7 separate regions of the Mus musculus genome follow, and all the other regions are linked to region 5. The links are chromatin contacts, called in public promoter capture Hi-C maps. All regions are on one chromosome and are shown on one strand. Each heading gives the region's core, a stretch centred on a gene start, on an enhancer-like site or on the middle of the called end of the contact. The rest is flanking DNA. Distances are from core to core; before and after follow the strand shown.

Region 1 (2,700 bases), core at 195-2,694, 2.0 Mb after region 5:
AAAGGACTGGGCTAAACACTTGGCACTTAGCCATGCTGGCTAAGGGGCAAAGGAACCTGAGACCATTTCCAAGTTCTAAACCAATTACAAAAATAAAGTAAAATATTAAGAACACACACACACACACACACACACACACACACACACGGTACTGCAGGACTCTGTATACGTTATCTATTTTCTTAATAAAATAAACAATTTTCAAGAAGTGATACACAAATATGAACATTAAACAAACAGATAAATTCTGTCTCCTAAAGCTATAGTTTTTTTTGTTTTTGTTTTTGTTTTTTTCAGATCCTTTTAGGTAAAGGAGGCTGACAGTCAGCCCTGGGCTGATTTCCAGGATAACAATCCTGGCCCATAATCAGTATTCTGCATTTCAACACAGCAGAACTGGTTGTCATAGACCGAGAGTGTCGGGGCAGCCAGGAGGTTGCAAAACTAAAAGTAGAAACCCACAGCTCCCTTCCCCCAACCCAGCAACAGCAGCAAGCAGATGGCAGAGGAATTAACCTGCTTCAGACCACCATTGCTGAGAGAGGCTGTAAGTAGATTAAGTCCTGAGCCTCTGCCCCATTTCTGTCTGGAAAGGAAACCACCTGTGTTAAGTCAAACAATCATAGGGACAGAAAGAAACAAGTGCTGTTTTTTCTGCAGGAGACAGCCCAGCCGTGGGAACTTTGCAGAGTGACACAGAGAATCATAGCATTAATAGGAAGCTACTTGACTTGGCTTAAGTGTCAACTACATGTTCTCTTCTTTTATGCAAATAGGATGTCGCTCCGCCCTGCCCCCCATCCGCAGCCCAAGCCTGGGTGCCAACAGGACAAGCTACCACACCAGATACATTCAGTCGTCCTACAGGTGTTTCCAGAAACTTGACCGCAGAGCCCCCTTGAACTATCTGAGCATAAGGGCAGCGGGTCAGGTCAGCGAAGATACAAAAGGAACAAACTGTGTCTCCTGGACCGAAGGGGCGTCAGGAGTCCTGCAGAGAGGAGGGTTTGGCTTTCTGGGGATCAAGTCCCAGTGCCCGCGAGAACTTCGGGGTTTGGCTGCTGTGCCAGGGGTTCGGGGAGAGCTGCCGAAGCTCCGCCTCACAGGGCGGCCCCCTTCTGCCGGCTCCGATCTTGGAACAGTGTTGAGGGTCTTTCTACGACCCCGCAGACAGCCTGCGTATTGGAGCTAACCTCTCTGGAGAGAGGGTTCTCCCGAGGCGCCCTGTGTGGGAGGGGACGACCCACGCCCCCACGAAGCTTCCGCGCCGACGTCCAGAAAGGCCCCAGTGTCCCCGATGCCTGTCCGGGCGCCTGCGGCACTTACACGCTCGTGGGTCCTCCGCTGGGCAGAAACGAAACTTTCTAGGGCCGAGCGGAAGAGTAGGCGAGCACAGAGCCGACTGCCATGAAGCGCCCAGTAGCCCCAGAGCGCGCGCGGACTACAACTCCCGGCATGCCTCACGGATGGCCTACAACTCCCGGCATGCTTCACGGATGGCCTACAACTCCCGGCATGCTTCACGGATGGCCTACAACTCCCGGCATGCTTCACGGATGGCCTACAACTCCCGGCATGCTTCACGGATGGCCTACAACTCCCATCGGGTGCAACTGGACGGTGGACGCTAACTACGACTCCCGGCATGTCTCACGGCAGACGTCACTTCCTGAAACTCGAACAAGCTTCGGATACCCGGAAGTCGTGTGTAGAATCCTGAACGAGTGCTGTTTACTGTTGTTAAGCTCATGCATTGTGACCGATTGGCTTTGAACTGTGCATGAGCTGTAAATATAAAATAATGTGCCCGATTCCGAAACCCCCCAAACAATCTGAGAATAATCTCATTAGTATTTTTGTACTATTACGTTTTATTTATGAAGCTAAAAAAAAATGAACTTAGTATGTACTGCTGGACCTAAGTTCTCAGTTTTTGTTTCCCCCTCATTAACAGACACTTAAAAAACAGTGTTTGAAAATATGTGCTAAAGAACTACCATGCTTAGCTTCCTCAGTCCCGTGTTTGCTTGTTGCTGAGTTGCAAAGCACCCTGAAGCCTGGTGCAATAGAACACTGCATTCCAAGTCCAGTATGGATGAACATGCTAAAGACAGGGGACAGTACATAGGAATGTCAGCCCATGATTAGGTTCGCTTCTTAGCTCTGGCTGGCTCCTCACACTGCCTTATTTTCATCATGTTAGCTAGAAATGCTTGTGTACCTTACAGGACTTAGCTAATAGTGGCATCTGCCAGACTTCAGCATTCCAGGTTCTCAGGATAAATTCATACAGGAAGGAAAAGAAATCTTTTAAGTTAATTTCATATTTTATACTGGAGGTATATGAGACAACATATTAACTTGATGGAGTTGTCAGTTTGTGGATGAGGATAAAAAAAACCTCACGAAGAGAAATGATTCCCCTTTCTGTTAACAAAGGAAAACAAAAAAAAGGGAAGAAGTGGGAGGAAATGACATCAGAAATAAAGATTTATCAATAGAGTGAACTAAGAAAAACTTGCTCTGACTACAGCCTGAACAGCTTTGGGATGTTAAGATTGAGAGTGTGAGGCATGTGGAAGACAACCTTGTGAAGGAATATGTGGGGTGGAGAGCACTGTGCCACAGAGTCCTGATCTGCTGTACATGGTGTCAGATCTAAGATGGCTCCCGGGACACCAGTGAGACAGCAAAAAGGAA
Region 2 (2,700 bases), core at 168-2,667, 1.9 Mb after region 5:
TGCAATGGATGGTGGCTACCACACAGCTCACAGCTTTTAGGTACAGAGAATAAATAGGCTTAGCCACAACTAAGATATACACTCAGGAGGCAGAGGCATAGATAGGCAAAGGCAAGTGAATCTGAGTTCAAGGTCAGGCTGGACTACAGAGAGGATTCCAATATAGACAGGACTAAACAGAGAAACCCTGTCTTGAAACAGCAACAACAAAAACTGTCTTCTAGACATGACAGAACTGCTGGCCTAGAAACTCACAACTGTGGTCACCTGCACAAAGGTGCCAATCAACAATCCAGCACAGAGACGGGGAGGGGTTTATGAGATCGCACTTCTAGCTGAGCAGTTACTGACGGCTGAAGATTTATGAAGGGCAGAGAGACAGTTTCTTTTAAGAGTGTGGCCCAAGGAAGGTGATGGTCCCACACACATGAGTATATGTGCAGCATAAATTGGACTAGGTAGGCTTAAAAAAAACAGGACAGGAAGTAAACAATAATTCTGGAAGATGCTAGGGGATTTAAAATACATTGTATGAATGTATAAAATCTTTAAAGGATAATTTTTTTTAAAAAAGAGTGAGCTTATTGCTTAAAGTGTTTATTTTATGTGCATTGTTTGACAAATCATCTACACCCGGTTTCCAAGTGTTATCACAATGACATAAAAGAGTAAGAACACAAACAAGTACTAACTTTTTTGTGAAGCCACTAGCGTAATTTTTTTTTTTTTTTCGTTTTTGACATCAGAAGCAGGACCAGTTCCTAGCTCAGGATGGTTTAAGAAATGGTCTGTTTTGTTTAGATGTATACAAAGTGACACTTACTAGGAATTGATTGCTGGGATATGTCAGCAACCCACTTGAGCTTCACTTTCAATAACTTCTCTATGCCCAGCTATTTAAATTAATTGTACGATGAAAGGTTGGATGGACTGGCGTTTTCGCTTCAGTTTTATCTGTCTCAAAGTAAGCCCGAACTCTAATACCCAAATGGTCGTCAGACGTCCAAACAAAGAAAACAGCACCGATAATTAGTCAGTTGTAAAATCAGGTGCTTCAGAAAATTAGATTCAACCAAGTTCACACAGAAAGTTGGAACCAGCCCGTCATTCTTCACCCTGGCAAATGTGTGCGGCTGTGTCGGCCAGGGCTTCCCAGACCACAGCCAAGGACGAGGCGACAAGGCCGGAGGAAGGCTTCAGCAAGAAGCTGTCCCCGCGGCTCGGCCGACGTGACTCCCTCCCCGGCGAGGCCCCGCTCGCTCGCTCGCTCGCTCGCCCTCCGCACCCCGGCTGGGCCTCTCCCGACCAGGACACTCACCATGGTGGCGGCGGATCCGACAGGAAACAGGGAGGCCGGCACCGGGGCCTGAGGAACGGAGGTTGTTTAGAAGCCGCGCGTTGCCAATGGGAACGGAGACACGTGGGCCCTCGCTTGCACGCTATCATTGGCTCTCAGTGTCACGTGACGGATGATGTTGCGTAACTGGCTAATTTCCGCGGGTACATTGGCTTTGAGATCCGGAAGTCCCACCTTTTCTTGCCACGCTAACCTGGGGCGGTGCCTGCCGTTGCCAATGGCAACAGAGAAATTTCCGGTCGGGGGTGGGGGGGGGGAGCTGAGCAGCGCCTTAGGTGCCAGCGTGTTTGCCTACAATCAGGACAGAAGTTGGGCTTTGGCACCGGGATCCAGAGCTGGTGGTTCCAGACCTCTGAGAAGAACAGGCTGAGTGAACAGGGCTTCAGCGTGACTGCATCCGGCTATCAAGCTCATGCTGGCCCTGGTGCACGCCCTTCCTCCATCTGCATTGTTTTATAACGCTGGCAGAAGAGAATAACTTTACCTTTTTGGAAAAAAAATGTGCAAAAACATAGGTTTATATAGAGTAGTGAATTAGAGAGACAAACACTAGATTCGCCAGGAGAAGGTTGTGGAATAACGTCCTGATCTCCCTGGCGGAAGTTTTCACTTATGAAGTCTAACTTGAGTCATTAGAATCTTCAAGTTTTGGGATAGGTAAAGATCCTTTCCAAATCTGTTGGTGATCTTTTTGTCTTATTGACGGTGTCTTTTGCCTTGCAGAAGCTTTGCAATTTTATGAGGTCCTATTTATTGATTCTCGATCTTACAGCGCAAGCCACTGCTGTTCTATTCAGGAATTTTTCCCCTGTACCCATATCTTCGAGGCTTTTCCCTACTTTCTCCTCTATAAGTTTCACTGTCTCTGGTTTTATGTGAAGTTCCTTGATCCACTTAGATTTGACCTTAGTACAAGGAGATAGGAATGGATCAATTCGCAATCTTCTACATGATAACAGCCAGTTGTGCCAGCACCATTTGTTGAAAAATGCTGTCTTTTTTCCACTGGATGGTTTTAGCTCCCTTGTCAAAGATCAAGTGACCATAGGTGTGTGGGTTCATCTCTGGGTCTTCAATTCTGTTCCATTGGTCTACTTGTCTGTCGCTATACCAGTACCATGCAGTTTTTATCACAATTGCTCTGTAGTACAGCTTTAGGTCGGGCATAGCAAACACAGAAGTGGATGCTCACAGTCAGCTATTGAATGGACCACAGGGCCCCCAATGGAGGAACTAGAGAAAGCACCCAAGGAACTAAAGGGAACTGCAACCCTATAGGTGGAACAACAATATGAACTAACCAGTACCCCGGAGCTCTTGTCTCTAGCTGCATATGTAGCAGA
Region 3 (2,932 bases), core at 353-2,852, 1.7 Mb after region 5:
GGTGGTGCTTGCTTATAACCTCAGCACCTTGGGAGCTTGAATCAGAGTTCCAAGTCCATTTCCATAGCCAAGTAAAGGCCCACTGTCTTATATAAGACAGCCTCAGTCAGTCTCTCTTTCTCTTCCCCTCCCCCCTCTGCACGTACACACATCACACACACCCTTCAAAACAAAACACACAACAAAACAAAAAAAAAAAACCCTCATTTTTTTTAAGTGCTAAAACTGACAACAATGCATATTAATGATCTCAAATCTCAGACAAAAAATTAAAGAGCAAACAAAAAATACTGTTAGCTGGGCAGTAGTGGTGCGTGCTTTTACACCAGTATTCAGGAGGCAGAGGCAGGGATCTCTGAGTTGGAGGCCAGCCTGGTTACAGAGCAAGTTCCAGGACAGTCAAAACTACACAGGGAAACCCGGTCTCGAGAAACAACCCACTATAACTTCATTAAAAGCAAACTAAATCCTCAGAAGTGTAGAAGCCTGGTATGGTATCTTGTACCTTAAATTCCAGTACTCTGGAAAGCAAAGGCAGCCATTTGGCCTGGTCTATATCCAGCAGTATGGACTGCAGGAGTGAGCCACACCCCTTGGTCCTTGGTCTAATTCTGCCCCAATAATTTCCTTTATCTGATACAGTTTTAATAAACTCCTGGGGAGTGGGGTATGTTTTCTAGGACAACTTAATCATGGAGTGACTGGTTAATGAATAGGCTGAGCCCTGCTCCCGATCCACCTTCGTCACATCTGTTTCTGGCTATCTCAGGTCTTACGTAAAATGTTCATGTACTCGTTTTTCTGGGCCTCTTACTGCGAAATCCCCGAATTTTTAAGGTTTCCTTGTGCAGTGGAGGCTAGGTCGGCTTTGCAAGCGGAGCTAGCCAAGGCCGCTGTACCAATCATGAAGAGCAGAAGCTACGCCCTTCTCATGTCAGTGCCGTCTGTGTTCTACCAGCTAGGAGCTTTCGGTGAGATTTTTCCGTCATCGGGTGGGAAGACATTGGCCACGCATGTCCCTGTCCCTGATTGCAAACCTCCACTCTCAAGAGTGTTTTCGTAAGAGTACATTTCCAGACTCCTGCGCAATTTTAAGAACAGGGGAGCTAGGAAACTTGCAAACCGTTTTAGGTAACTCCGGGTTTCAAATACAGCCAAGAAGGTATTATTTTTTCGCAAAGCAACATTAAAACGTAAGACATTTGACCTTGACAATCTAGCTATGATCCTTTTCAAGCAGGCCTTCCAAGGTTCAGGAAAAAGATCGCACACGTCGAGCCAGCCAGGAGTCGAACCTAGAATCTTCTGATCCGTAGTCAGACGCGTTATCCATTGCGCCACTGGCCCGGTGCTGAGGAGGCCTCCTCCACGATAAGTGATCTCCAATTACACAGCTTCACTATGCTTCCTGCTTCTAACCTCAGTCTGGTCGGTTTGTTGAATGTCGCGACTCAGTGCAAAGCTACCGGGACTCCGCCTTTCTCTGCAACGCGTTACACCAATCCCCAGAGGCGACGTCACGGCGTTCTTTGGTCCGCTCCAATCCGCGCATCGGAGGCGTGCCTCGCAGCTCACTGGTTTGTCCGCCGCCGGCTCCCGTGCTCGCCCGAGAGGCGGACCCGGGAGGGGGTGGGGCCAGGCCGAGGCTCCTTGACCACCGCGCCTGGGGAGCGGTCGCCGCGGAGCCGGGGTGGCAGCGGGCTACACTGCGGGTGGAGCGAAGAGGAGGAAGCTGCACGATGGCGGCCGCAGCCTACGAGCATCTGAAGCTGTGAGTCCCGCGGGCTGCGGCCGCTGACAGGAAGGGCGGAGGGGCGAGCGGGCGCCGAGGCCCGGGAGTGTGCGGCCCGCACCGGCCGAGCTCGCGGGCTGGGCTTTCCCCGTCCAGCCTGGCTGCAGCGTAGGCCAGTGTCCCGCAGCCTCGCCCGCCGCTGGACCTGGCGCGGTGAGCCGAGCCGCAGCCCGCAGCACCGGAGGCTGCAGCCAGCTTTCCCTGGGTGGCCTCCGGGAGAGGCCTTTTTCACCGGGCGTGCTCTGACGTCCGCCGGCAGAGCTAACCTTTCTCTTGGTTTCAGGCTTTCTGGGCCTGGGAGTCTCAATGACGGGTCCTTCTTAGGGCGCAGCAATAATTTAGTCAGATGTCCTAAGGGCCGGTCGAATTTACTGTGCTTATTCCAACAGACTGCGTCGACAGCTACAGTAGGCTCGCCTCTATTTTGGCGTAGCAATGTTGAGTTTTGGCAAAGCCAGGACTTGAGGTTTTGAGGCCCAGCCACTGGATGTTTAGAGGTGCAAAAAAAAAAAAAAATAGACATTTATAAGCTCTTTGGCTCGTCCTGGGTTAGAGGAGATGGGGGATAATTTCTCTTGTGTTACCCTCAGCACCTACACTCCTTGTTTGTGAATAACTTCGCCCTAACCGCTTTAATAATTTACCACGGTCTGGGAATGCCTTTAGTAGCAGAAGCAAATATAACTTTCGAAAAGCCAAGTTAAATTATCCTGTTAATTAGACATAGACATCCCAGTTCGTTTGCAGGAAACAAATGTAGTTTGGGTACGCCCAATGAATAACTGAAGGTGTAAAGTTATGAGTCCAGAATTTGGAGGGAGGCCATCTGCCCAACACTTTTCATGTTTTGCTGTGTTCACCCTTTATGCCTCTTCTGCTTGCTACATACAGTTCTCTTTGAAAAGCCCAGCGCCACCCTTCCTTCCACATTTCTTTTAATTAGTTTTCCTTTGTAAAGTGAATAATCACCTTATTGGTGACAGTTGAAGCAAAGTGTACTTACTGGTCTATGTCCGGCCCGAGTCACATGTCCTTTACTGGCAAATTAGGTTATTGTCCACCTGATAGTTGTTGAAGGGCTGAACATGATCTTACACTAGGTCTCAGATGTGTTTAAGCAATTTGGAGTCTTGCCTTGAA
Region 4 (2,700 bases), core at 51-2,550, 1.7 Mb before region 5:
AATAAGGTCATCTTGACTGCTTCAGCCTGGTACCAAGCGTGACCAAGGACAGCCGCAGGGAGCTAGGCCACTCTATTTTTTCTTTTTTTTAAAGACAGGGTTTCTCTGTGTAGCTTTGGCTGTCCTGGAACTCATTTTTGTAGATTAGACTAGCTTTCAACTCGTAGAGATCTGCTTGCCTCTGTCTCCTGAGTGCTGGCTAGGATTACAGGCATAGGCCACCACTACCTGACCTGAACATACCACTTAATAGATTTTAGAATATTCTGTTTTACTTAACAAGATATCTTGATACACATTCACGATGTGGCAAGTTAAATGCTTTGTTCTTTTTAGTTTTACCGTTTTATATTTATTTTTGAGACAGAGTATGACTATAGCTTCAAATTCATGGTCCTCTTGCCCCAGCAAGAACTGAAGAAACCCAGAGCCTTTCGATGTTAGTACTCTACCACGGAGCTGCACCCACACTCCTCTGGGTTTTTGATCTATTATTTTTGTTGTATGCATATATGGTTATCCTTCAGTATCTGTGGGATTTGTTCCAGAACCACCTATGGATGCCAAACCCATAGATGCTCAAGTCCCTAATATAAAATGGTCTGAGCTGGGCGTGGTGGCACACGCCTTTATTTAGCCCCGGCACTCCGGAGGCAGAGGCGGGCGGATTTCTGAGTTCGAGGCCAGCCTGGTCAATAAAGTGAGTTCCGGGACAGCCAGGGCTGTACAGAGAAACCCTGTCTCGAAAAACAAAACAAAACAAAAATAGTCTGGTATTTTCTAATAACCACAACCCTCCCACAGACTCCAAGTCATCTCTAGATTACTTGAGACATGGAATACAGTAATAAACGCTTTGTAAATAGATGACGCATCCAAATTTCTCCCTGCTCCCTTCAACACTTTTGTAATATCTTACTGGGTAACTACTATTTTGTAGTTCTCAAATGTAGGAAGGAGCCAGTACCAGAGGGGCAGGCGGGTGTGTGCTCCTGGAGTTAATCCTGACATAGGTGGCCCAGCTTGAAGCCTATTCGTCACTCAGCGGACCAAAAGCTACGGACTTTCCACGCTCGCTCCCCCCCCCCCACTCCCCCCCCTCGCCCCAGCTACTTCCGGCCTGGGGTCTGTGCAGCGACTGCAGCCGCGCAGGCGCGGGCCACTTTAACTTCCGCTCCGCGCGCGCTACAGCGGGCCCACTCACTGAATCTGCGCGTGCGCCAGAGGCTTTTTCCGGAGCGGAAGTTCTCCCTTTTTGCTTAGCCTGCTTTGCCATTGGCTGGCTGTGGGTTATTTAAGGACGTCATTTCCGGCCGCCCGTCCTTTCGCGCTACCCGGGGACGGGTCCATACGGCGTTGTTCTTGGTGAGTCTCACGTGGAGCCCTCGGCGTCTCCGGACGCCGCGGGACGCGCGCTTACTAGCTTCCCGCGCCATGGGTGGGCGCGGAGGGCGCCGAGGCTGCGTGTGCCGGGGCGGCTTGGCTCCTGGCGGCAGCGCCACGTGCTGGCCCGCAGTTAGGTGGGGCGGGCGCCACTGCGGGGCCCTTCTGCGGTTCGCGCCACGCTCGAGGGCCCTGTCGGCAAGATGCTGGGAAAAGTGCTTGTGAGGCGCATGGAGATGGGACGGGAACTGCCGGCCAGTCTCGAAATACAACTCCCGAAGCACCCCGATCATGGCCGCCTTTGCGCAACTCTCGGTGCAAAGAAGCAGCTATACTTAAGTAGCTATCCTGTAGTCAGTGTGCCTGCGGAGGCGCTAACTTCAACTGTCCAGTTTTTCTATATGTGCTCTGCTGACAAAGTCACTTTCCTTAGTGACTAGGTGGCCAGAAAAATCGAAAGGCAAGGAGGAATAAGAACACAACCCATTTCAGCTCAGATGATGTGCTGCGCCTAGTGGCATACGCCTTTAGTCCCCCTCTCAGGAGGCAGGGCAATCTTGTGAGTTCTAGTGTCAGAAGAAAAAAGATGAATTTTATTCCTTTTTTAGATTCCCATCGTAACTTAAAGGGAAACTTACACAATGTCCGGAGCCCTTGACGTCCTGCAGATGAAGGAGGAGGATGTCCTCAAATTCCTTGCTGCGGGAACCCACTTAGGTGGCACCAACCTTGACTTTCAGATGGAGCAGTACATCTACAAAAGGAAAAGTGACGGTCAGTTGCCACCTGTGATAGTCAGTTCCTGACTATGGTGCTCTAATGGGTATAGTGCCTGGTAACTGAATGGTTGGTGTTGGAGTGCTACTCTGGCTTGTGATGTAACTAAGAGGATGTGTGGGAAGGGGCCAGAGGTCATGGAGGACTGACTGACCCTGCACACTATTAAAGCTCAGAGTGGAGGCCAGTCTTGGCCAGTGAACTTCTGAGTGTCGGAAGTGTGCTACATTGAATTTATGGCAGGATTTTCGCTAACACCAGTAGAGCTTGCCTCTATGACTGGAGTTTGGTAGTGGTCACTGCCACATGCGTATGCCTTACCTTCCCACAGTGTCCATTCACAAGGCTATGAGGCTAGCAAGCCTGTCTGGGACACCCACTTTAAACTACTTGTTGCTGGGTGTGGTGGTTTCACACCCTTTAATCCTAGTGTTTAGGAGGCAGTCAGGAGTCTGATCAGCCAGGTCTGCAGAGTGACTGCCAGACTTCCTGCCTTGGGAAGCTCCTCAGAGAGTTCCGTTTGCTGGCCTAGGTATCTAC
Region 5 (2,764 bases), core at 158-2,657:
AGTTAAAAAGATTTTTTCCCACTAGATTTTTTTTTATTATCTCACTCACCCAATGACTGACCTATATCTGTCAGAAAGTAGAACATATTTTTATTTTTAAGTCAGCAATAACCAGATATTCAAACTTAGTTTGCTGAGCACATTATTCTGTAAGGCCAGGCATAACTACTGACACACTTTTCCAAAGGCATGGCAACCTAGAAGAGGTAAATAAGAAAATGGTTGGGCATCAGGTGATATAACAGCTGAAGACTCTTCCCAGCATGTCCCTTTGGTCCTAAGAACTATTACCTAAAATAGTAAATTTTAAATTCTGATTTTGCCTAAGTTACCTGTCAGCTTGTGCAAAATGGCTTCTCTGAGATTGTGATTCAAACGGCCAGGGGCACAACACTAGGATTTGTATCTTAAGAAGCCCTTTCAAGTTATACTGTGCAGAGAAGACCTTCTAGCACATTCCAGGAGCACCGAGAACCTTTTGAACCTGTCAAGAATTTGCATCCAAACTGTCAATTTGCAGGGGGCCTCAGTAGTCCGGGAAGCAGATTCCCGGGTAGGGATCACCCCCTCAAAGAGAGGACTGCTTTCCACCCCAGGAATAAACGAGGGAAGCAGAGAACAGAATCGAGTCACCCGGACGGCTGGCACACCTGAACCTTAGTCGTGCTTTTGTGATCTCTGCACCCCGTTCCCTTGTCAGGGGCATTCGCATTCCGCCACAGCCTTCCCTCCTCCATCCGGTGACACAGGGTCACGTAAGGTCTGCGCAAACCCCGGGTGGCGCCCGGGAAGGCCAGGCCGAGGTGCCCGAGCGCTGCGCCCTGCCTCACCTCCCACCTTCTTGTGACCTTGTCCAGACTCCTAGACCCGTGCGATCGCGCTCCCTCTCCCTCTCCTCCCACTGCTCCCGGGATCCCCGAAGCTGGCACCAGCCCGGTCCCCGTTTGCCATCGTTGCCTCCTCCGCGACTCTCGTTCCCTCGGCCACGATCCGCTCCAGAAGCTCCGGCCTCCTTCCTCCGGCTCCACATGCACTGGCCGACGGGGACCCCAAGTCCTCCGCCCACCCGAGGGACCCCCCGCCCCGCAGCCCTCGCCTCCCGCCCGGCTCCCGCTTCACTCACCGAGACGCGGGGTCCCTTCCAGTCCTGCCGGTTTCTGGCCGCCACCCGAGTGCGAGAACACCGGCTTCGCCTGCTGCGGCCACTGCTCGCCCCAGCCAATCAGAAGCCAGCAGCCGGCGAGGCCGGGCCAGAGACTCCCTTTACGTGCGAGGGGCGGTGGGCGTGGTCACTTGTAGCGCGGCGCCCATTGGCTGGGGGGCCGGCCCGGTTCGTGGCGGCGCGCGCTGTTCGTGTCAGACGTGAGGCCTGGGCGGCAGTGCTGGCGCGGTGCCGCCTGGCGGCCGCTGCCTCCCAACCCCAATTGCCTCGAGGTTCTCGCGACCGGTTCGCTGGGCTCCGCGAACGCCACGCACGCAGGCTAGACCGGCTTAGGTGAGCCGAGCGGCCCGCCCGAGCGGGAGCATGCGCCGTCGGGGCGCCTTTGGGTCCCTCCCCGGAGCTGGTGGTGGCCGGAGAGCAGTGACCTCACACATGCCTGGGGAGGAGTCTGATGGGGCAGGCAGCTTCCGGGGCGGGGCTTCGTGTGGGCTCCGGGGATGGCAGACACCGACAGCCCCACTATGGGACGTGTCTGTCCAAGACTCTCAGCGTAGCAGAACATGGCGGCCTCTGAGAGAGGTAGGCTACTGGTAGGTACTCAACTTTGAGTGACTTCAGGGAGAGGAACAATTGTCTCCTCACCCCGAATAGAGCACCAACCACGGACAAGAGAAAGGATTCCGTCTTGTCTACCCTGCCCACCCCTTGCCCCGCCAGAGGCAGCTCTGCAGAGGGCTTCTTCCCCCTTTGTGCACCGATTATATAAACTGGCAAGAGGAACCACAGTGAATCGGCTAACTTTCTAACTTCCCCATACCTCAATGTTTCTTTTCTTTGTAAACTAATTTTATTACATTTACTTGTGTGAACATTTGCTGAGGTCAGAGGACAACCTTCACCAGTCACCTCCTAATGTCTGGACCCTGGGGCTAGAACTCTGATTGTGGGATTTGGTGGCCTTTACCCAGTGAACCATCTTGTTGGGCCCTCAATACGTTTCTTGAATTTCCTGAAGGCTGGTGTAGTCTTATGAGCCACCTTCCAATAACTACATAACAGGTGTCATGACTGAATATTAAAATTTTGTATTACCATTTTATTTATTGTGGGGAGGGGCACATGTGCTATGGCAAATGTGTGGAGAGCAGAGGACAACATGAAGGGACCTGTTGTTTCCTTTGCCCACAGGTTCCAAGGATCAAACACAGGTTAAAAATTATTTGAGTTAAGTCATATGTAGGAAACATTCCATGTTATACATGATAAAACTCTATGCCTGTGGCTGGAGAGTTGTCCCAGTGATTTAAAGGCACTTGTTACTCTTCTTACAAGAGGATCCAGGTTCAGTTCCTGACACTCAACGTGAGGCTCCCAACCATCCCAACTCAGTGGAACTCAAACCCTCTTTTGACTGCTTCAGGCACCAGGCATGTATATATGATGCACATACATGTATACATGCAGGCAAGATACACATATTTTTAAAATAAAACTTTTATGGTGGTGCACACCTTTAATCCTAGTATTTAGGAGGGAGGCAGGTGGATCTCAGAGTTCAAGTCCTTCCTTGTCTACAGTACAAGTTCCAGGACAGCCAGGACT
Region 6 (2,746 bases), core at 14-2,513, 1.4 Mb before region 5:
AGGCTTGCTGATGGCCTGACAACCTGAGTTCCTGCTCCAGGACCTACATGAAGGTGGAAGATGCTCAAGACTATTAATTCAAATATTCGTAAGCTAGAGTTTTTCAAACCATGGTATAAGAATAAAACTGAGTAAGTAGTGTGCCTGAAACCTGACTGGTGGATGTAGGGGCATACAAGTGTATTCATTTTTACAACCCTAAAGCAACAGGCCATGCATAGAAACATTAGGAGCGGCCACTTTGTACAATAGAAGTCACTGAAACATGAGCACTACACTCCAGATATTCATTTCCTTTTTTAAACTACAGTAATGGACTTCGAGAGACTTCCCAGGAGTTGCTGCTCTTACACAAGACCTGGGTTCTGTTCCCATGGTCTCATAACCAGCTGTTATTCCAGTTCCAGGGGATATGACACCCTCTTCTGGCCTCTATGGTACATACACCCAACCACATAAAAATAAAATCTTTTTAAAAAGGAAATTGTAGTAGCGATTGGACCTACTGCTACATCTTGTTGAATGGATTGCTAGACAGAAACATAGTATGTATGCTATCTATGGCTTCTAATGTCTTGCATCAGGCCTCCAATACTATTTCAACACGAAGGCAACAGGTTTGACCTACAAAAAGGTTAAGAATTCCAAATTTTTAGTCTACTGCTTTGGTCTAGAAAGCCAACCACCTGCATAGGTGGTTTACATAGGTTAAGACGGTTCTCCACTGTCCACTGATGGTTGTGCACGGTTACTCTTTACAGTTACTTCATCTGCTCGCTCACACTCACCTAGCAACCACCAGACACCCATCCTGCACGGGACTTGCATCCGACCTTAGGAGGCTCCGCAGAGGAGAGCTCGGGCGGGATGGTAGCGCGTTCTCTCCACGCACACCTGACTCTGCTAGAGGCTAGGTCGTGACACCTGAGACAAACAGGTTAAGCTTAGTAGAGACTGCAGCATCGGAATCCCGGGGCTTGGAGGAAGGGAGAATTCCCAGGTGGCACCCACAAGGGTTCTGCAAGGAACTCAGGGGTCTCGGGAACCCTGGGGGCTGGGGAGGGCGGCGGAGGCGCAGAGCGCGGTCCCCGCTGGTTGCAAGTCCAGACCCCCGGGGGCACGTTTCTCGCCGTTGCACCCGGAAGCGCCTCCGCCCGGCGCCTCGGGCGGGACGGACCGCGGCTGCCCGCAGTGGGCTCCCGCCCGCTCCTCGCTGGCCCCCGGCTCGGCGCTCCGGGGCGGACGCGCGGTGCGTGCGGACGGTCACGTGGCGGCGGCGCGCGGGGCTAAATACGCGGCGCCGGCCATTTTGTGCGAGAAGCCGCAGCGCCGCCTCCCTGCTCGCGCCCCACCGCCGCCTCCGCGTCTTCCTGCGCCCCGGGCTTCCGCCGCTTCATTGATTTCCGTTTCTCGCCGCTGCAGCCTCCTGACACGGTGATCCGGGCGGGCCCCGCGGGAATTCTATCCTCTCACCGGCCTCACACTAGTGTCGCATGTCCACTATCCAGAACCTCCAATCTTTCGGTAAGGGCCAGTGGCCGGCCGCCGCCCGCGTCCCTCTGGGCTTTGTCTCGGCGCCCAGAAGATGGCGACGGGGGGCTCCCCGCGACCCTAGCCCGGGGGATGCCCCTCTCCGGGCCTCGGACACGGCCTTAAGTGGGCCTGCGACTCCGTAGAGGCGAGGGCCCGACCGGCAGGCGCTTGGGGAACTTGACACTGGCAGGAAGACAAGGGTCTCGGGGACTCACAGGACGGTCGGGGGACACGCCAGGGCTGCAGGGGGACCCGCCAGAGGCTGGGGGGACTGACAGAAAGGCCGGGGGCTTCAGAGACCCGTAAGGGAGCTACAGTACTTGCCAGGGCTGCAGAGACTAGGACTAGGGGCTTGCAGGGAACCTGACAGTGACAAGACGCTGGGAGTCTCTGGTGTTATCTCTCTTGTGGCCTCGGGGCTGGCCAGGGCTTTGCAAGGAGACTGGAGGGGTGGGGCCCAGAAGCTGGAGAACCTGACAGCTTTAGGGTGACTGCGAGACCTGTGACTCTCAGACGACTCACAAGTGTGTGTGTGTGTGTGTGTGTGTGTGTGTGTGTGTGTGTGTGTGTTGGGGCATGGGGGGCGGGGGGTGGCCTTGCTCAGTCCTTGCTGGGAGGGAAGGGAAGTTAAGGGCTTAGAGGATCTGCGACTCAGTCGGCCAGGACTGGAGGGGGGGGGGGTGCCAGAGAGACCTGTCACTGACCGGAGCTGGGGTGGGGCTGGACCCAGCTGGTTTTAAGCAGCCCCCAGAGGCGTCTGTTTGAAACACTTAGGAGAGAGGCCTCTGATTTGACTTGGAAGTGGCCCTGTTGTCTCTGCTTGCAATCATTTTGTAAATTACACCTCGTGAGGTTGCATGTATATGTTTATATGTGTTTTATAAGGCTCAGTTACTATGTTAACTAATTGGGGTGGGTGTTTTTGAATGTTGTAGTCGAAAAATAGTGGCGGTGACGCATGTTCTTGTGGCGGCTGTATGAAGGCTGTATGAAATTAGGGTTTCGTAAATGTTTTCTGTCTCATTTGCTGGTGGCTTCCACAGTGGTGGTCTCTACTTTTAAGCTCAGATATCGGCATACAGAGCCTGCTTAGGTTTTTCTCCTTTGAAAAACTTATTATCAGTGAGCCCCACCCTCGCCTGCAGAAATGGAGCAGGAGTGCTGGAGGCCTCACCGAGGTCTGTCTGGATATGGAGTGGAGCACGCTTCTACA
Region 7 (2,892 bases), core at 197-2,696, 1.9 Mb before region 5:
TAGGCAAGAAGGGTAGAACTGGGGACGAGGCAGGCTCCTCTGAAGGAGGGATGTTGGCAGAGTTCCAGATTGGGGGGGGGGGGTCACACTGCATGGTACAGGGACTGGAGCAAGGACAGCCAGTGCGCCTTCTGGTGGCGATGCAACTAAGAGGGCCTGTGTTAGCCCGAGGGCACAGGAAGCCACCCAAGTGCGTAAGTAAGGACTGACAATTCTAGATTTGCATGGTTGAAAGATGGCTCAGCGCCTGAGCCAGAGAGGGTGTGACCCGTAGGACACAGGGTAGGGCCAGGTGAACTGACAGGACAAGCGCAAAGGAGAAAAGGGGGTGGATTTGGTGACAGCTCGGGAGATGTGGGCGGGGCTGTCAAAGATTTGGGGGCAGAGAGTATTGACTTACTCTCTGCAGAAGGCTGAGACTTCGGTCCAGAGATGTTGGGTGGGTAGCTAGAGAGGAGGGAGGAATTCTCTGTTGTCAGGAAGGTGGGCTACATCTGGGAGTGACTGTATCGGCAACCCGAGTGACTAAGTGTGTGGCCGTTGCTGTGGTGTAGGCTTTTCTACAGTACATGAAGGCGAAAGGACCTCCGGGAAGGGGAAACTGAGGAAGGAGAGGAAATGCATGCAGAAGAGGGAGTAGAGGTGCGTGGGAGAGAGCCTACGTGTGCCCGCGGGTGGTCGGTGTAGCTGCGCCCCGGTGACTCACGGCAGTGGCCTCTGAGTGTGACGGTGACAGGTGAACATACGACACAATCCTTCTCCCCCCCGCCTCCCTCCCGGGGTCCGTGACTCACCAAGCCTCGCTCATTCCTCACTCATCCCTCCAAACCCTCCCTGACCCCCGCCTGCCGAGGGCGCCCGGCACACGCCGCAGCTCGGGCACCCTCCCCCTAGGGAGCCCGAGGAGGAAGACGACCAATGTCACCTGCCCCGGCCACGCGAGTAACTTCTGAAAAGTTCTCAGGCAACTAGGTCAAAAGGAAACTCACCCGCGGGCACGCGCGCCCCGTCCCACTGCCACCTGCGCCCGGCTTTGGGGCGCCTGGACATCTGGGGTAACCACAACGAGGCGGGGGAGGGGAAGCCTGCCCCCCCCCCGCCACCTCGCAGCCGTGGGCTCTCACTCCAGGCGCCAGATCTCCAGTCGGGCTCGGAGGCCGGATCCCGGCGTCCCCTCCGGAGGACCCAAGGGAGATCAGCGGGGAGCTGGAGTGACAGCGCCACTCACCCGAGACGCCCCCTGCCCCATTTCCCATCCCGCCGCGTTCAGGAACCGTGGCACTCACCTAAGCTAGCAGGGCTCGCCCAGTTCACCGAAGCCACTCGTGTGCCGGCCCCAGGGTCGCAGCGCACACAGCGACCCGCAGTGCGCTCGGCCGGGCGGCCGTCGGTGCAGCCGGCCCAGGTCTGCGCGTCCGGCGGCGGCGGGAGAGACTGGCTCAGCCCCGGCCCCGCCCGCGGCTCCGCCCTCCTCGTCAGTGGAAAACTCCGGGGCTCACGGCGCTGACGCACGCCGGGCCTCCCGCCAGGCCGCCCCGCAGCCCGCAGCCTTCGGCCCCGCCCCGGAGGCACCGCCCCCTCCCCCGCCTCGAGCCTCCCCGCGGACTGTGACCGGGCCGCGACGCCGCTGCTCCGCGCTCGGCTCCTAAGATCGCGGAGCCGAGCTTCGTGCAGAGCCGGGTCCTAGAGATGCCCGCTTCTCCACGCCGAGCAGTCCCGAGCTGCAGACTGGGTAGACTGAGGCTGCGAGCGATGGAAGCTCCTCCCCTGCCTCCACCCGCCCAGGGCAGATTATTATCAATTCAATCTGAGGACCCTTCCCCGGCCCTCACCCCACCTCTTTTTCCCAGATCCCGCAGAAAGTTAGCTCAGACTGGAGACCAGCCAGGGATGAGGAGAGAAGAAAAGGTCATCCTAGGGCCTGGCCTTCACCTCTGCCCTCGGGCCAGAGCCCTTACTCCGAACAATACCTAAAGTAGAGATTGCTGGAACCAGCTTCCCCACCCCCATCCCTCCTTAAAAAAAAAAAAAAAAAGAATCTGGTTTCTCCTAGGCCGGACCCTGGCTACTTACAGCGGATTGCTGCCTCCTCTGCTCCCGCCAAGACCTTCCTTAGGCTCGCAGCCAACTCCCTGTACTACTAGGCAGAAGAAAGTGTGTTCTAGCAGTCAACTTCTCTCTCAGGAGCCCACCCGAGTCCTCGTCAGCCCACGGCAGGGCCAGTTCGACCCAGTACCTAGAGCGCTTTTCTCTCCCGTTCTGACTGCACCGCCTGGAACGTTTCACCCTCACTCTGCTCACCTGAGGGAATCCCAACAACGTCTAGGATGGCTCAGCAAGGACTGCCTCCTCCTCCTGGAAGCCTTCGTGGAAGCTCGACCCTCCCCCTCCCAGCCCCGCTCCCGCTGCATTCTGGGTTCTTCTGACTGTCCTAGATGAATGCTGTCAGTGGCTAGTCCAACCCTCAGGATTCCATTCTCCCCTCCCCCGGGTGTAGTAGGGAGGTGACCTTCTGTCCTGCCTAAATGGCACCGAGGGTGGGGAGGATGACGGGCCCTTTCTTCAGTCTTCAGTCCTGGATGTACATGTGTACAGAGGACAAGCAGAGTGGGGGTGGGGGAGTCAGCCTGCCCTTTATCTGTGGTAATCTGGGGTCTGAGATCCTCAACACACAGCTTTGGTACACAGAAGCTGCCGGGTGGCTGAGTCTGCTCAGGAAATAGTCTACAGGGCTAGCTGAAGAAGCATGTAGCTCAATGGTAGGGCACTTTCTCAGCATGTGAAAAGCTCTAAGTTTAAACCCCATTTTGAGAACAAAACATGGCAGATCCGTGGTGGTGCAGGCCTTTAACTCCAGCATTCAGGAGGCAGAGGCTGGGGAACCTGAGTTCC

Evidence for each region. Promoter capture Hi-C pulls out the DNA fragments that hold promoters and counts their contacts. Capture Hi-C pulls out chosen DNA fragments and counts their contacts.
Region 1: a contact with region 5 is called in a promoter capture Hi-C map of pre-B cells, with 4 times the contacts expected there. The contact joins the promoter of Fyco1 here to the promoter of Higd1a in region 5. A contact is called at or near these places in 2 of 39 promoter capture datasets (the C10 cell line and pre-B cells).
Region 2: a promoter capture Hi-C map of pre-B cells shows a contact between it and region 5, with 2.5 times the contacts expected there. The contact joins the promoter of Lztfl1 here to the promoter of Higd1a in region 5. A contact is called at or near these places in 2 of 39 promoter capture datasets (liver and pre-B cells).
Region 3: a contact with region 5 is called in a promoter capture Hi-C map of erythroid cells, with 5 times the contacts expected there. The contact joins the promoter of Sacm1l here to the promoter of Higd1a in region 5. A contact is called at or near these places in 2 of 39 promoter capture datasets (erythroid cells and pre-B cells) and 2 of 484 Hi-C or Micro-C datasets (B cells and CD4 T cells).
Region 4: a contact with region 5 is called in a promoter capture Hi-C map of adipose tissue, with 2.5 times the contacts expected there. The contact joins the promoter of Rpsa here to the promoter of Higd1a in region 5. A contact is called at or near these places in 3 of 39 promoter capture datasets (liver, neutrophils and pre-B cells), 1 of 115 datasets of contacts at active chromatin or transcription factors (thymic regulatory T cells) and 1 of 9 other capture datasets (adipose tissue).
Region 6: a promoter capture Hi-C map of pre-B cells shows a contact between it and region 5, with 6 times the contacts expected there. The contact joins the promoter of D830035M03Rik here to the promoter of Higd1a in region 5. A contact is called at or near these places in 2 of 39 promoter capture datasets (liver and pre-B cells), 1 of 115 datasets of contacts at active chromatin or transcription factors (extraembryonic endoderm stem cells) and 1 of 9 other capture datasets (adipose tissue).
Region 7: a promoter capture Hi-C map of adipose tissue shows a contact between it and region 5, with 2.3 times the contacts expected there. The contact joins the promoter of Csrnp1 here to the promoter of Higd1a in region 5. A contact is called at or near these places in 2 of 39 promoter capture datasets (liver and pre-B cells), 1 of 115 datasets of contacts at active chromatin or transcription factors (embryonic stem cells) and 2 of 9 other capture datasets (adipose tissue and liver).

Annotation. Positions count from the first base shown.
Region 1 is chr9:123,850,455-123,853,154 of GRCm38.p6, forward strand. It overlaps Fyco1 (FYVE and coiled-coil domain containing 1), which reads right to left and starts at 1,445. Exons shown (of 18, transcript NM_001110253.2): 1 at 1,327-1,445. It overlaps Xcr1 (chemokine (C motif) receptor 1), which reads right to left. Exons shown (of 2, transcript NM_011798.4): 2 at 1,861-2,700. It overlaps Gm51700 (a long non-coding RNA gene), which reads left to right. Exons shown (of 2, transcript XR_003948283.1): 1 at 1-547; 2 at 777-1,509.
Region 2 is chr9:123,716,208-123,718,907 of GRCm38.p6, forward strand. Lztfl1 (leucine zipper transcription factor-like 1) reads right to left here and starts at 1,418. Exons shown (of 10, transcript NM_033322.3): 1 at 1,319-1,418. The coding sequence starts at 1,321.
Region 3 is chr9:123,528,151-123,531,082 of GRCm38.p6, forward strand. Sacm1l (SAC1 suppressor of actin mutations 1-like (yeast)) reads left to right here and starts at 1,603. Exons shown (of 20, transcript NM_030692.5): 1 at 1,603-1,771. The coding sequence starts at 1,740. n-TRacg2 (a tRNA gene) reads right to left here and starts at 1,347; the gene lies at 1,275-1,347.
Region 4 is chr9:120,126,466-120,129,165 of GRCm38.p6, forward strand. It overlaps Rpsa (ribosomal protein SA), which reads left to right and starts at 1,301. Exons shown (of 7, transcript NM_011029.4): 1 at 1,301-1,365; 2 at 1,992-2,157; 3 at 2,693-2,700. The coding sequence starts at 2,025. LOC115485682 (a small nucleolar RNA gene) reads left to right here and starts at 2,315; the gene lies at 2,315-2,470.
Region 5 is chr9:121,856,389-121,859,152 of GRCm38.p6, forward strand. Higd1a (HIG1 domain family, member 1A) reads right to left here and starts at 1,408. Exons shown (of 4, transcript NM_019814.5): 1 at 1,124-1,408. Gm47112 (predicted gene, 47112) reads left to right here and starts at 1,359. Exons shown (of 1, transcript NR_168944.1): 1 at 1,359-2,764.
Region 6 is chr9:120,491,318-120,494,063 of GRCm38.p6, forward strand. D830035M03Rik (RIKEN cDNA D830035M03 gene) reads right to left here and starts at 1,264. Exons shown (of 2, transcript NR_166642.1): 1 at 789-1,264. Eif1b (eukaryotic translation initiation factor 1B) reads left to right here and starts at 1,289. Exons shown (of 4, transcript NM_026892.3): 1 at 1,289-1,524. The coding sequence starts at 1,494.
Region 7 is chr9:119,982,333-119,985,224 of GRCm38.p6, forward strand. Csrnp1 (cysteine-serine-rich nuclear protein 1) reads right to left here and starts at 1,447. Exons shown (of 5, transcript NM_001357562.1): 1 at 1,287-1,447. Gm33800 (a long non-coding RNA gene) reads left to right here and starts at 1,513. Exons shown (of 4, transcript XR_871355.3): 1 at 1,513-2,892.